2 separate regions of the Gossypium arboreum genome follow, and region 2 is linked to region 1. A link is a contact called in public Hi-C data. All regions are on one chromosome and are shown on one strand. The core of a region is the stretch at or near the end of the contact, and the rest is flanking DNA. Distances in the headings are between cores, read along the strand shown. Region 1 holds the start of LOC108459115 (putative homeobox-leucine zipper protein ATHB-51). Region 2 holds the start of LOC108458312 (protein ROOT PRIMORDIUM DEFECTIVE 1).

Evidence for each region. A called contact is a pair of places that touch in the nucleus more often than the background predicts.
Region 2: a Hi-C map of leaf shows a contact between it and region 1, with 2.7 times the contacts expected there. The contact joins the promoter of LOC108458312 here to the promoter of LOC108459115 in region 1. A contact is called at or near these places in 2 of 5 Hi-C or Micro-C datasets (both in leaf).

Annotation. Positions count from the first base shown.
Region 1 is chr4:92,665,623-92,673,012 of ASM2569848v2, reverse strand. LOC108459115 (putative homeobox-leucine zipper protein ATHB-51) reads right to left here and starts at 3,900. Exons shown (of 3, transcript XM_017758477.2): 1 at 3,691-3,900; 2 at 3,251-3,585; 3 at 2,750-3,034. The coding sequence starts at 3,781. The coding sequence ends at 2,786.
Region 2 is chr4:92,827,859-92,835,248 of ASM2569848v2, reverse strand. LOC108458312 (protein ROOT PRIMORDIUM DEFECTIVE 1) reads right to left here and starts at 2,738. Exons shown (of 1, transcript XM_017757662.2): 1 at 806-2,738. The coding sequence starts at 2,170. The coding sequence ends at 956. It overlaps LOC108458401 (a long non-coding RNA gene), which reads left to right and starts at 6,484. Exons shown (of 3, transcript XR_001867286.2): 1 at 6,484-7,089.

The DNA.
Region 1 (7,390 bases), core at 2,651-5,150:
GTTCCTAGGGATAACAACTTATACACTCCCAAAACCAAATTACACTCTTTGAGTATGGAATTCAGTGGACTGCACCTTCCATTAAACTGCCTTACAGATTTCTCCAGCTATCAATGTGGCTCCATTGGGCATTGTTACTTTCAATTTGCTGATAGGGCTCACTAGTAGTGACAACTGTTTGACTAGTTTAGCACTTATGAAATTGTAAATGTTACTAGAATCGATTAACAGAATAACCCTGGTATGATCAATATTGGCTGTTACCCTCATGGTATGGATGCTTTGAGAACCTTGTATAACATGTAAAGATAACACTAGGCCAGGAGTAGTTCTTCCCCTAAGCTCAGATCTTCCAATAGATCACTACATTCTTGGAATTCCTCAGTATCACCTTCTGCAGCAGCTTCTAACAACAATTGGTATAACTTGAATTTCATGCAATGTGACCAACACTATAATTTGCTCCACACCAGTAACAAAGTCATTTCTTCTTCTTATCCTCTATCTCAGCAGGAGATAGAGACTTAGGTGCTCCTCGAGACAACCCTGAGGCTCCAGCTGATCCCCCATGCACAGATCCTATACTCAATGATGGTGAAGAAATTGACCCCTTATGAGCATCAGAATTCAAGACAGATGGTGGTGTGGTTCTAACTTGAGCACCCTATCTAGTCAATAATCCTCGTTTTGTGGAGTCACTAAGGATGGCTTCCACATGTCTAGTAGTCAGAAAACCCTCCACATTGTGGGTTTAAAAAGTTATAAATATTGTCCCACTTCTGCTTTCAAATTGCTGATGAAAATGCTAAGGGCATATGGTTCTGTTAAATGTAGTTAGTTTAGCAGACTAATGAAGGAGTCATGGTACTAATCCATTGACCCTACATGCTTAAGAGTCACTAAGTCCATCATAGGGTCTTGAAAACTTTGTGCATAGGACTCCCACTCCAGTATGTGAAACCCACCATACTTTCGAGCTTAAAAGTGATGCCAATCTAGGCCCTTATTTCTAGGTTCAACATAACCACCCTCATTCTAGCATTCATAGGTACCTTCTTAGCCATGAAGTACTGCTCCAGTTTTTCCCACCAACCTTTAAAATATGTACCACCAAAGTGAGGACAATCCAATTTAGAAGGCTTAGAACTGACCTTTATGTTACTTGAAACTTGAGACCCACTATCAATCTTTTGCGGTGGAAACAAGGGATCCTTAAGAGGGAATCCTGGTGGAGGGCTACCCAGCACTCATTTCCCTTTGTTAGATGTTGAAATTTTCCCAAATATTGCTTAAATACCCATGCAGTTTACCTTGGAGTTCAGACCTCAACTCAACACTAAATTCCTCTTTCAGTTCCTTGAATTTGTTCCCAATGCGATTGTCCAACTGAGAAAACTCAGAATGGAGCTTTGTAACTTCTTGCTGCAAATGAGTGACCTCGTTTTGCAAATGTGTGGAAATCTTGTTTCTGACCATGAGAAACGCCCAGCTTTGATATCTTTGTTAGGGATGATTTCCAAAATTGAAAAACAACCAAAATAGAGAAGAAGCAGAATAGAAATGAGGAGAGAGAGACTAGGATCTTTTCTGATTAATTGATAACAAACCAAACGTGTGTATCTCCTTCCCTCTGATTCTGTGATATGGGAAAGAAGAATTGCCACGTGGAACAAAAGAAAAGAAAATAGTTATAGGGCTAGCTAAAACACATCGTTTTGCATCAGCAAATCAAAACAATTTGTTTCATTAAAATCTCCCTACCCTAAACGTTGCGTTGCATATTATCTTAAAACATAACAAAATTAATAGAAATTAACGTAACTTAAACCCATTTCAACTAATTAATTCATCCCTTAACAATTTCAAATCTTTTAAAGTTTTATCATGTATTTGGAGGATCATATCTTTATACTTATGTTTAGATATTCATAGGACATGGATGTCTCACATGGATGCTTCAAGAAAAAAATGGAGCAACATAGTTTATTGTTTGTATGTGCTCTTACTTATTACTTTCATATTGTTTGCATGCATTTAGGGCATTGCCCAAGAGGCAGTGAAGAGGAGGAGACGTACCACAAGAAACCTTACTCTAGATCCATTGTTGATGCCACGTTATAGGTTATACAGAAGAGGAGGAGTGAGAAACCTAACGTACGTGATGCTGCAAGGGAAGCTGCTCTCCGGTGTGGGTGTGTTTTTTTTTTTTCGCATACAAAATTCATCTTTTCTTGTCATTGCTGATTTTGAAATGTATTATGCTGCGTATATGGAATATTGGTTGTTAACCTACTTTGCAGTGAAATCAAGGAAAGGCTTAAAAAAACTAAGGACGAAAAGAAGGCAAAGAAAGCAGAACAGCAAAGCAACAGAAGACGCAGAGAAAGGGTAGCATCCCTAAGGGTTCCGCACCGAAAGGTCCCAAGCTTGGCGGCGGCGGCGGAAAGTGCTTACTTGTTTTATTACTCTGTTTTTTCCTAACCAGAGAATTGAGAAATAAGTAATATGTTTATTTTGAAGTTATTGCCCTGTCGGCCCTGTTTTTTGCTTTTGTGTTTATCCTGTGCCATTAATTCAGTGTTTTGAGAGAGCTTGGAATTGCACTGTTGTCACGTGATGAAGTAAAATACATCTTTTTGTTGTAGCAAACTCTCCAACAAAAGTCCTCAAAATTGAGATGAACCTCTTCTTCATTTTACTAAAACTGTTTTAATTAAGCTAGCTCTAAGAGGTAACTTGTGCTAACTGCTAAATTAACAAACTCTATTAAGAAGATAGGAGTTCATTAGGGATTAGTAGGCAGCTGCTCACCCCAGTAGGTTGAACCTACTGGGTTTGGGTTATTCTTGTCTACATTGAAAAGATAGCTGCATTGATCAGCGATCGGATGATGGTTGTTTGGGACAACCATATATTTGTTAGAGCAATGAATCAAGGTGCTTTCGATGGTCTCTTCCCCGGAGATTTCCGTGTAACCTGTGGAGACTTGGTTTCTTGTTGGTTGTTCCCTTAGCATGGCTTTCAATTTCGAGACCTGCATTAGGGGCTCATTTAAGCAAATCTTATATTTGGCAAGTAAGAGAAAAATATAGTAGTATTTATGTTGTACATGTCATTTTATAAATGAGTTGTCATAAAATAAGTCCCAAGACAGAGTTGAAATGATTTGGAATGCATATGGCATATGAATGAAAAATGTGCATGAAATATGCAGGGTTTTGAAGATTGATCCCAGTGGCAGTGAGTAGACCTCATGTTGAAGCTTTTGGGTCTCCTTGGAGACAAGATGGAGGTGATGTTGAAGCGCATTGCATAAGCGCTCAAGCTCCTTAGCTTTCCAACGAGCACGCCTGTTTTGGAACCAGACAGCGATTTGTCTTGGTTGGAGTCCAAGCTCCCTGGAAAGCTTCATTTTCCTCCGAGGATCCAACTTTATGTCTTCTTGGAAACTCATCTCCAACCACTCCAACTGCTCATTTGTCAAACGCTTCTTCTTCTCTTCATTATTCATGTATATCTTCTTCTTCTTCTTCTTCTTCTCCATAGCTGCTGCCTCTGCTAATCCTACATTCATCATCTCCATACCTAAAAGAAAGGAGAAAAACAGCAATACATACATCCATACATATACATATAATCAAATAAAGAAAAACAGATAGGTGATTTGAGCGAGGGGGTTAATGGCTAAACCTGGAAAATATTGATCATAGTTATAGTTGTAAAGGGAAGTAAGAGAAGGGGGTTGTCCAGGAACAAAGGATAAGGTGCCATTCCATTCCATTTTTCATCAGTAGTTTTCTTAAAGATGAACTCCTTATATATTGGGAATCTATGGACCACTACCAACATCAATGGAGGAATGAATGTGTGTGAGACTGAAAGCAAAGGGTATCCTTTCTTGTCTATACTTTGGTATGTTGATGTCTGAATTTAAAGGGAGAAGAGAGATGAAACTAAAGGTGAGAGAGAGTGTTGTCGGTTAATTAGAAGACGAAATAAACAAAAAATGCAAATGCGGAATCATAGGTCTCCATCTGGTCCCAGAAACCTGGATCTATGTAGCTCACGTAAAGTAGTAGTCTGTTCTCTCTGCAGTATTTGTTTGAAAAATAATTAAAAATAGAGGTGGCTAGTAACATATAAAGTGAGAGTTGGGGCTCACCCTACTGTTTCACCCTCCCTATGCCATTGCCACCTTAACGAGCTGCAGAGAAAGGAGATCGTGTAATTTATCTTCATGGGATGGGATTTGGATTTAGTTTAATAAACCCATTGTTGTATATAGAATTGAATGAATTCCAGTATTGCTGGTGACCCGGGGAGGCCAGGCCTAGCTACCTATATATTATCATCAGCTGAGTTGGTGCAAAGAGATATGAAAAAGTGTTTTTAACTTTTTAATAGAGATGGATTTCATTGAAGAAGGAAGAAGGCTAGAAGCATTGAAACTGAACCTACACCTAAATGACGTCCTTGCTATCCTCTTTCACACACAAAAAAAAAAAAAATCCAATAGGGTTGCATAAAAGCATCTGAGTTGAGGCAACACAGGACATAAAAAGAGAGAGGTAAATGCACCGTTGGAAACAATGTGTGAAATAAGGTTACAAGTTACAACAGCACTTCATGTTCAATAACAGAACAGTAGAAAAACAACCCCCCCCCCCCCGGTTCCCCCCAAAAAAAGAGCTTTTCTGCTTTAAATTCTTTTGTTCCTCCCCTCCCTTTTTTTCTTTTTAATTATTCTTTTACGAATATATGAAACCAAAAATTATCTAGAGCAGTATATAATTTTTAGATTATTTAGAAAATTAGGTAATTATTATTTTTCTAAAAAATAGTATAAAAAGTGTTAAGTATAATGATAAGGCACATTGTTGAGACGGACAACCACGTAAAATAGTCATTTGATACTATGAGTTTATTATAGATGCATCATATAGGCTAAGGGGATTTAGAAATTCTTTTAGTAGGAGTAGGAATTTAAATATAATTTTTCATCAAAATATAAATTTATTATGTATTAATTTATAATTTCATCATTTTGAAGGATTAAATACAATTTTTTTTATTTTTAGGGAGGCTAAAGTGAAATTTTACTATATATATTAATTTATAATTTCTTTACTTATAAGAGGACTGAATTGAAAACTTTTCATTTTAAGAGGGCCAAAGTACCAATTTATCATATATGAATTTATAAGTTTTTTATTTATAAAATGACTAAATTGAAATTTGAAGTGCCAAGACCCTTGCTTGCACCCTTAACTCCGCCTCTACATGTAGTATTTATTTTCAATTCAAAATTAAAACTCAAAAAGAAAATTTTAAATGAATGATGATCAAGAGTCTAAACTTGCTCCTAACACAATAAACTCTTTTTTTTTGAAGCAACACAATAAAATCTTAAATATATATATATATATATATATATATATATACTTAAATGTTAATTCTTAATTTTTTTTTACTAGTACCTTAACAATTATGGGTGTTGAGATTATTGCACAGTCAAATCATCATAGAATTTGTGTCTTGATTGTCAAAAAGAAAATGATTTGAAATTTAATGCTCAAGGCCTCAACACTCATGAGTATCGAGTTTAACGTAGCCAACTCTGATTAAGATATTTATTTCTCATAAGCCCAACCAGCTCATTTAATAAATGGAATTAGACACGTATAAGAGTCAAGCTTTTCTCTTATAAATCCTCTAACAAGCACCTCTCTAACTCTCCCACTTAGGGAAAAAATTAAATTTTCTATTTAAGATTTATTTGTTTCATGAAAATTGCTTCTAAAAAACGATTTTGAAAAATCAATATTTTATGGTGATTGAATAAATTTGTGTAAAATAACTTTCATTATTAGATAATTTTTTAAAAATCATTTTCAAAAATTATCTTTAGTAAAACAAACACAACATAAATATTTTCTTAACTGAAAAATAATTTTCATTAAATAATTCTAAAATTATATTTGAGTATTAATTTAATAAACAACATTAGTTTAAAAGTTTTTTTATAATTAATCTAAGTATGAAATTTAATTAATAATGGATATCTATAAACACCTGAATAATTATTTAATAAACACGATGATAGTTTTAACAAATTATTATCTCTAGACTCTAATTAATTAATCTTTGCTTGGTTTTGCACCTATTAGGATTGACCCGATTAAGCAACAAGTAAAAAAAAATAGGGGAAAAATTGAGAAATTGAACACACAAATTTAACATGGAAAAACACCTCCAAAGAGGATAAAAAACCACAGGCAAAGATAATTTTACTATAATGGCAAAAGAACGAAGAGTACAAAAAATGGAGATGAAAACTAAATCCCAAAAACCCGAAAACAAGGAACCCTCAAAACGTAAACACAAAATTCTCTAAATGTGTTATGAGTTCTAATATCTAATGGGTGTGTTTTCTAATGCTGTAAAAGAGCCTATTTATAGGCTAAATTATCAAGTCAAATAAACTATGCTAATAAATGCTAAATATATTATACTAATAAATACTAAATCTTCTAAAAAGAAAATATATTTTTGTTTAACTTGACTTGCAAGCAATCTCTTAGAATTTGGGTCACACAACTCTAACAATCTTCACATTGACACGAATTCTTTCAACGCCATCTTTGCCAAAGCCCGCCACGGGCCTATCTTGAACTATGCAGGAAATTAACTGAGTCGAATTTGTGCTTAGAAGCTAGAAGACTTCTAGCCTTCGACTTGTGCACCACCAAATCAAAACTAACCCAAGTCTGCTTTTCACGAACACAGTGCCCTAACTTTTCAAAATCGGCATCCAAAAGAGAACCTCTCTTCAACGAAATGGTCATACCTTTTTCCCTCCTATGACCAAGTTGCCTTCGCTCCAAATGAGTTGACTTCGACGCCATAATGGACGAGAGACGTCCGATTTCACCAGTCACTGTAGATCCTTCCAGAATATATAGACTGTCGGTTCTTTTACCTTTTAACAAAACGAGAGCTCCACAAGATACTTTAATACCACTCGACTCGATGTTGATTTTGCATCCTTTCAAGTCTAAACTACTCAAGGAGATGAGATTCTTTCGTAAATCAGGTACATACCTGACATTTGAGAGTGTCCTAATCGTCCCATTGTGTATCCTAATTTTAACAGTACCAATACCAATTACCTTACTGGATGAATTGTTTCCCATACGCACAACTCTATCTTCAACCGAACTGTATGTGGAGAACCATTCTCTATTGGGACACATGTAGAAAGAACATCTCGAATCTAGAATCTATTCGGACGTGAGCTTGGAGTTATCACTCGTTGACACTAACAAGAAATCATCACCACCTTCATCGGCCAAATTAGCACCAGCTACATCTTCCTCGTTACTCTCAGCGG
Region 2 (7,390 bases), core at 1,489-3,988, 160 kb before region 1:
TAATTTTATTTCTCCCCCGGACTCTTTGATTGCTGCGAATTCTCAGAGAATACCTATGTATCCAACAGTCTGTAAAACTTTGAATGAATCCTAGTTCCTTCCTTGACCAAAAAAACTGCCATAACCTCGCAAACATTCTCCTCTATTTTTCAACTCCATCTTTGGCATGAAATATCCAGAAAATATAAAACACCAATTACAATTATATTTAAAGCACCATAGGGAAAATCAAGAAAAATATCATTGATGATAGAGGAATTGAGAGAACAAAAAAGTAAGAATTTTCTATCTTGCTTTGAATTTCTATTTAATTGCTCCAAAAAGAAGTAGAAGTTCTAATCTTGCAAACTATTTTAGTTTTTATATCTACTTTTGTTTTAAAATGTTATAATAAAATACACTTTTTATAAATAGGGATGATATAATGTTTGACCCATAACATGACAATCACATTTATTTGGATATTTTGTACTTTTATATTTAAACTTGACAATTAGATCCATTTTAATTAATCAACTTAAAACCTCTATATATTCATGAATTCTTTTATAACTAAAAGATTTGTGATAAAATAATATTTTTTTTACTTATGTCAACTAATTTTTATGCTTTTTGAAATTCATATCAACTAATTAAAACTCTATAAGTATGCATTTAAAAATAATAACCTAAAGCTAATTGAATCTTAATTCGATTGGTATCAATATTATTACCAGTATAAGAGAATATGGGGTCGAGTGCATCAAAGCACATTGTCCTCCTATTTAATAATTAGGGAGGGTTATAAGTTGTTCTAGGCATTGCATAGAAAAAGAACAGATATGATATTAGGTGATTAAAGTCAAAAAAATATAGGACACGCTCAAAGTTACCAGACAAAGCCCAAAGTTCACAAACATGTTAGAGCCGAAGTGCATGAGGAAGAATAAGAAAACAGGGATTTAAAAATGAAGAACTAAATACTTTCATCCCTACCCTCATCTTGTAAACAAGGTTTCTGAGTCTGACAATTTTCCACTGACCTTGATTCATTGTTGATTAACATGGCATGGCGTCCCAGCACAACTAGATCTAGAAGTTTTCTCCTTGCATTATAGACTGGATTTGGGTCAATCAAACACCCCCTTTCATATCCTTCTCTAAGAAAAACAGTGTGTCTTTTTCCCTTGGTTGACAAATAAAACATCCCCGGGTGGTCCAGGAACAAATCCCTTATGTTCAAATCAATGGCCAATGATTTCCTAAAATGGCTAATCTTCTCCACCTCCACCATCCGCTCCACTGTCAAGCTCAAGAACTCATGTACTATCGCCACTGCCCGTTTTTCTAATCCCATTATTCCTGCCTTAGACCTCTTCTTTTCTCCCATCTCCTCATAAGGCCCCACATATGGCAACCTTTGCCATTCCTTAACCTTTGCCTTGAAATCCCTGACCAACCTCATCCCTGGTGGATAGCTATGTTTAAAACTAAACCGAATTTCGGTTCTATCAACGGCGCTGTTTTCCCTACAGCACTCCATAACTCGCCAATTCTCAACACAAGCTACAAACCTCTTATCACGCATTTCATCAGTCAGCATCAAAATATGAGTATTAGGTTCATGAGCATCAACAAGCTTGAATATGTGAGAATTACGAGATATGATTGAGTCCTCAAAATCATCAGGCAACCCAAGTTCCCTCCAAACTTTGAAAACAGCGCGGAGAGGCAACGATTTAGTTGTCGACATTGACAAAAGCCTAACTAAACGGTCAACAACAACATCCAAAGAAGCATTGATAGCTTCTGCCTCTTGTCGGGAAACACGCATAGCAGCATCAGTCAATCTACAGAAAGTCTGGAACTTATTGGGATCATAGAAAATGTGGAAAATATGAGGGTATTTACGGAGAAAAGAAGCAGCACCACGGTTTAAATGTAGCTTTTGAGAAAGCCTAGAAAGGAAATCAAGGGAGACGGAAGGAGGGTTATTGGTGGGATTTGCAAGGATAAGATCTTGTATTGCAATGACTTTGAGAAGGTTTTTGTATTTGTCCATCAGTTTCTCAAACGTAGGGTCCCTAAATCTTGATGCTACATACTGGACAGAAGATGTTTTGAATCGACTACCAATGACCCGACACTGATTTTGGTGTTTTAATATGGTTTTGAGGGTAGGAATCGGCATTTTGAAGTAGCTTTTTATAGTCTCCTAGTTGAGAACTTATGACAAACACATAACAGGCAAGAATAGCGAAAGCTGAAATCAAAGGAAATTGATTTCAGAGACTGGTACTCATTGCCAAGACTAGCAAAAAATCAAGTAATTCGTGAGAAACAAACAAAGAGATGATTTTCATACTTAATTGAGATTGAGATGTAAAGATTGGTTGGAGAGTATGTAGCGATACAAATATAGTGCTAGTGTCCGACGTCAGGAACTGGGATCTCTCACTGCAGGGAAATGGCGCTTTTTGGAGTGAAAACCCGGGTCCATAAATTGCTCCATCCCTGCCCTTCCACCGAATGAACAATCAAACTTACCTTGTACACTTGCTCCATCCAACCAACCTCTTTTTATTTCTCTATTTCTATTCCTCTTCATTCCTTAATCAAGCTTCTTTCTCAGAACACCAAATCTTTCTCTCATTTTTTTTTCTCACTGTTGCAATAATTGACACTAGCCTTGCTGTCTCCTCTCTTCAATCTATTCTCGATTTACAAACATATTCGTCAATAATTTTAAAATGTTTATTAATAATAAACAAATATTTTTTATTTTAAAAAATTATATTAAAAATTAATACGTGTAAAAGCCCATTTTTACCTGGACCCACTAAATAAAAATAAACCAAATAAAAATTAAACGGTCCAATTATAAGTTCATTTACAAGGCCCAAATATTTTATGACCCAAAAACTAACCTAAACCCTAACCCATAACTTAAACAAATTTTCAGAAACCCTAGGGTCTTCCCCCTTTTGCGCCACTTAGCCCTCCACGTGCATGTCGGCCCCCGTCTCATCGCCCGTACCACCAACTCTTCTGACACTTGCAAAACCAAAGCAACAAGTAAAACAAAAAGACAACAGAGGCAACAACGCAGAAGGACAACGAAAGAGGAGCAAAAATAAAATAATAGAGATTATTTGGTTATAAGAGGGGAAAACCGATTGTATTGTAAGAGGGAGGATTTTTTAAAAAAAAAAAAACGATTTGTATGAAACACAAAAAATATAGAAATAAAGAGGAAGCAATTTTGCAAAAGGTGATTTTTTTTTTAAATCTAGCTTTTCTTCGATTTAGATTTGTTTCTTCTTTTCCCATTATCTTTATTTACGGTACAAGAAAAATAAAAAGAAAAAAGGTACTTACCTCAATGTTTAGCCTTGGTCGATCCGGTTCTTCGTCTGAAATGGGAGCCTTTCGCGCGTTACCGACCACCAGATATGGTGGTGGTCCGACGACGACGTGTTTTGTTTGAGTCAAAACCCTAGAAGAGCAAAAAGGAGTATTCTGCTATTGAGAAGAAAAAATCAAGGGCCAAATGCAGTTTTGTAAAAAAATTTCAGATTTGTACTGTATATAAAACGGCACCATTTTTGTGCCTTGGTTCTAGAGGCTAAACGGCGCCGTTTAGGCGCCAGACCCGCGACCCGACCCACTCCATGCCAAGACCCGCGTGTTTCTACTTTAATGGGATATTTATGGATTCGGTCCCTTCGCTTTTGTGGTCTGTCGCAATTCGGCCTTGTTCCTTTTTTCTTTTTTTTTGATTTTTGCCCTGTAATTTTTACAGTATTCAGATTCAGTCCCTATTGAAGTTATGCGTTTTGGGGGACGGGGATATTGCCCCATTTGGCCCCCCATCTCATTCATGTTTCATAATTTGGGCCTGATATTTTATTTTATTCCGTTTTTTTCTTTTAATTTTGTTTTGATTTTGATTAAATCCTAATTTATTTAACTTCGCTATTTATTCATTATTTTACATACTTAAATTTAATAATAGTAATATTTATTTATTTATTTGCTCATTCTTCGTTTACTTTTAAAATATTTAGATTCAATGTTATTTATATTTGATTTATCAATTTATTATTCTTCTACTTTAAACTATTTAAATTTAATATTATTTTAACTATTGTTGATTATCTTTACTTTTAAATTCGATATTATATGTATATCTATTTATCCTTCAAATTTTATATTATTTCAAGTTGTTCAAGTTATTCATTTGTACAGTTCCAATCTTTAATCAATTTTTATTAATGATTTTTTATCTACTTACGTTCTCATCATTTCTTTTTATTTTGTTTCGTAGTATTTCAAATTGGATTGTTCCTTTTATGTATTCTCTTTTATATTTTTATATACATACTTTTTATTATTCCGTTTTACCTATCTTTCATTCATTTAGTTGTTTTTATTATTATTTTTTATATTATTATATATATAGTTTATGTTAAAATTGTTTTTATTATATATATATATATTGTTTTCATGTTGTCTTATATATATATATTTTCTTTTAAATCAATTTATATATATATATATATATATATATATATATATATATTTCCTTTCAAATCTATTATGTATATAGTTTACTTCTTAAAAAATTTTACTCTATATTTTGTTATTTAAAACTCTTTCATATATTATTATCCCTTTTATATTTTATTTTTATTAAGTTTTTGTTTGTATATATATTATCAACTTTAAATAGACGTATTTTGTTTTTAAAATATTTTGTACATTATTTGATCCAAACTCCTTCTTTCATAACATCTATTTTAATAATCATTCATGTATTATTAGTTTTTACTTTATATATGTATATTATTTCAAGTTCAAGCATGTGTTATTCATTTTAATTTCTCATATAGTTTTTAAATTGTTTTGTATCATATTGGTTCCTAGTTCCATATTGTTTTGTATGTTATATGTTTTTGTTTTCATATTATTTCATATATTATTGTTTCAGTAGCGTACATTAGTCTTTTGTGTTGCTATCTTAATTTTATTTATCTATGTTTGACAACTTGTTATAGTTCTATTCTGATTAGCTATGTTTTTTAGTTTTCATTATCTTGATTATTATTGTTTGGATGTGAGCTCATTACTATTGTGCGTACGTTAATCTGTTTTTTTTTCTCATTCATTAATAGAGTTCGCTATCCATGTATATTTTTCCATGTTTATTCGCCTTTCATTCACAATTGTCGCATTGTAGTTTTCAACTTATTAATCCAATTAACGATTCCACTTTATTTCAAGTCAAATTAATGTATTTTGAGTCGACTTTATAAAACGAAAGTGATGTTTGATGTTTAGAAATTCGAGAGATTGTACCTCAATGTGTTGGGTTTCGGTCTTTCGTTTGTCTAAATTGTCAAATTTCCCTTTAAAATTTCATGCGCGTTTTCTAAACCTTAAAACAAAGGCGATGTTTGATGTTTAGAAATTCGAGGGATCGTGCCCTAATGTGTTGGGTTTCGATCTTTTATTTGTCTAGATAATCATATTTCCCTTTTAAATTTCGTCCGCCTTTTGTAAGCTTTAAAGCAAAAAACAATAGTTGATGTTTGGGAACTCAAGGAATCGTGCCCAACCGTGCTGGGTTTCGATTTTCTGTTTGTCCAAATAATCAAATATTCCTTGAAATTTCATCCGTACTTTGAAAATTCCTTAAAGCGAAGGTAGGTTCGATGTTTGGAAATTCGGGGAATCGTGCCCTATCGTGCTGGGTTGCAATTTCCCGTTTGTTCAAAATAATCGAATATTCATTTAGAATTTCACTCATGTTTTCTAAATTCTAAAATAAGGCAATGTTAAAAAATTTGAGGAATCGTGCCTTACTATGCTGGGTTTCGGTTTTTCATTGGACTAAACAATTGGGCATCTTTCTGTAATTTTCAACATATAAACTTTTGGGAGTCAAAATTTATCATGTTTTCGAGGGTATAAAGGATTGTGTCCTATCGTGCTGGATGTGATGCTGTATTCCTCTGAAACAAGAGAATTTTGACGACCAAATTGAGCCATTCAAATGCTTCAAAGGGAACTATATTTCAAAAATAGCTTTAAAATTTGGACATAAGGACAGTGTTTAATCAATTTGGTACCAATTTTGGACGTAGTGAGGGTGCTAATCCTTCCTCATACGTAATCGACTCCCGAACTCATTTTCTCGAATTTCGTAGGCCAAAATTGATTTAAATAGAATAAAATATTTTATTAAGGTGACCCAATCACACCAAAACAAAAATTGGTGGCAACTCCACATTTTATCTTAAAAAGTCGATTCCCGTTTTTTCAAAAAAATGGTTTTGACAAATAGTAATATTATAAATTATATAGCAATCAAGCAATAAACAAATTTTAAATAATAAATTGAATAAAAAGCTTGCTCATAAACAACCAAATATGACTTGATTCATTTAACTAACTAATCTTAATTTTTTTTTCAATAAATAAACTCAAACGCTAAGGCTCAGTTTGTTTGCTTGTATTTGGTTTTCTTGAAAATATTTTCATCATTTTCCACCATTTGTTTGGTGGAAAATAAACTCAATTTTTTCCAAAACATGGGAAAATAAGCCTTCTTTTGGGGAAAATGTCTTACACTTTTTTATTCTGTAAGACATTTTCCAAAATACGGGAAAATTTTTCTCTCCTTTCCTCTTCCCCTTCCCCTTCCCCTTCCCTTTCCCCTTCCCGTTGGGTTGCAAAAGAGAAAAATTTACTGATAGAAACTAAAGGAAGAGTCTGGAAAAGGCAATGTTAAACATATGTAGCACGAAAGATTCTCTTTCTTTTAACCTTTTATTGAATTTTTTTTTTGTTGATTCACAAACTGAAAATTGCAGACAAAAACCATAGCCAATAGACAGCGAAAGATGGAGGAGAGGAGTAGTGTCTCATGGAATGCTGCTGTTGTTGGCTCTTCACGCCGTCAACGAATATTACCGGCTGCCGTGGAAGCCATCGGTCACCACCAATCTTCTCGCCGCCAACACTCTGATTTATCTCAGGCCTTCGTTCCTAGATTTTCTCCTCTCTTTTGTTGATGAGGTTTGGTTCAATCCTCATCTTTTTCTCAAGGTAGGCTTACTATTTTTGTTTTTCGTTTCTGTTCTTAATTATTGTTTATTTCATCCTGTCAATTAGGCATTACAGTGCATGATTTCTTAACACTTAAGGAAAAATCAATAACCTAGTAAGAAAGATTATGAATTTGGAGAAACATATAAAGATTTAGGAAATCGTTGAGAGAAACCGTGGATTGATCAACGAGTAATATGAAAATTCTGAAAATTATAGGAAATTATTTACCTAATTTATGAATTATGATCAATTCTCAAGTATATCGATGCTCAGTAAATTAGTTTTCTTCCTTGCAAAA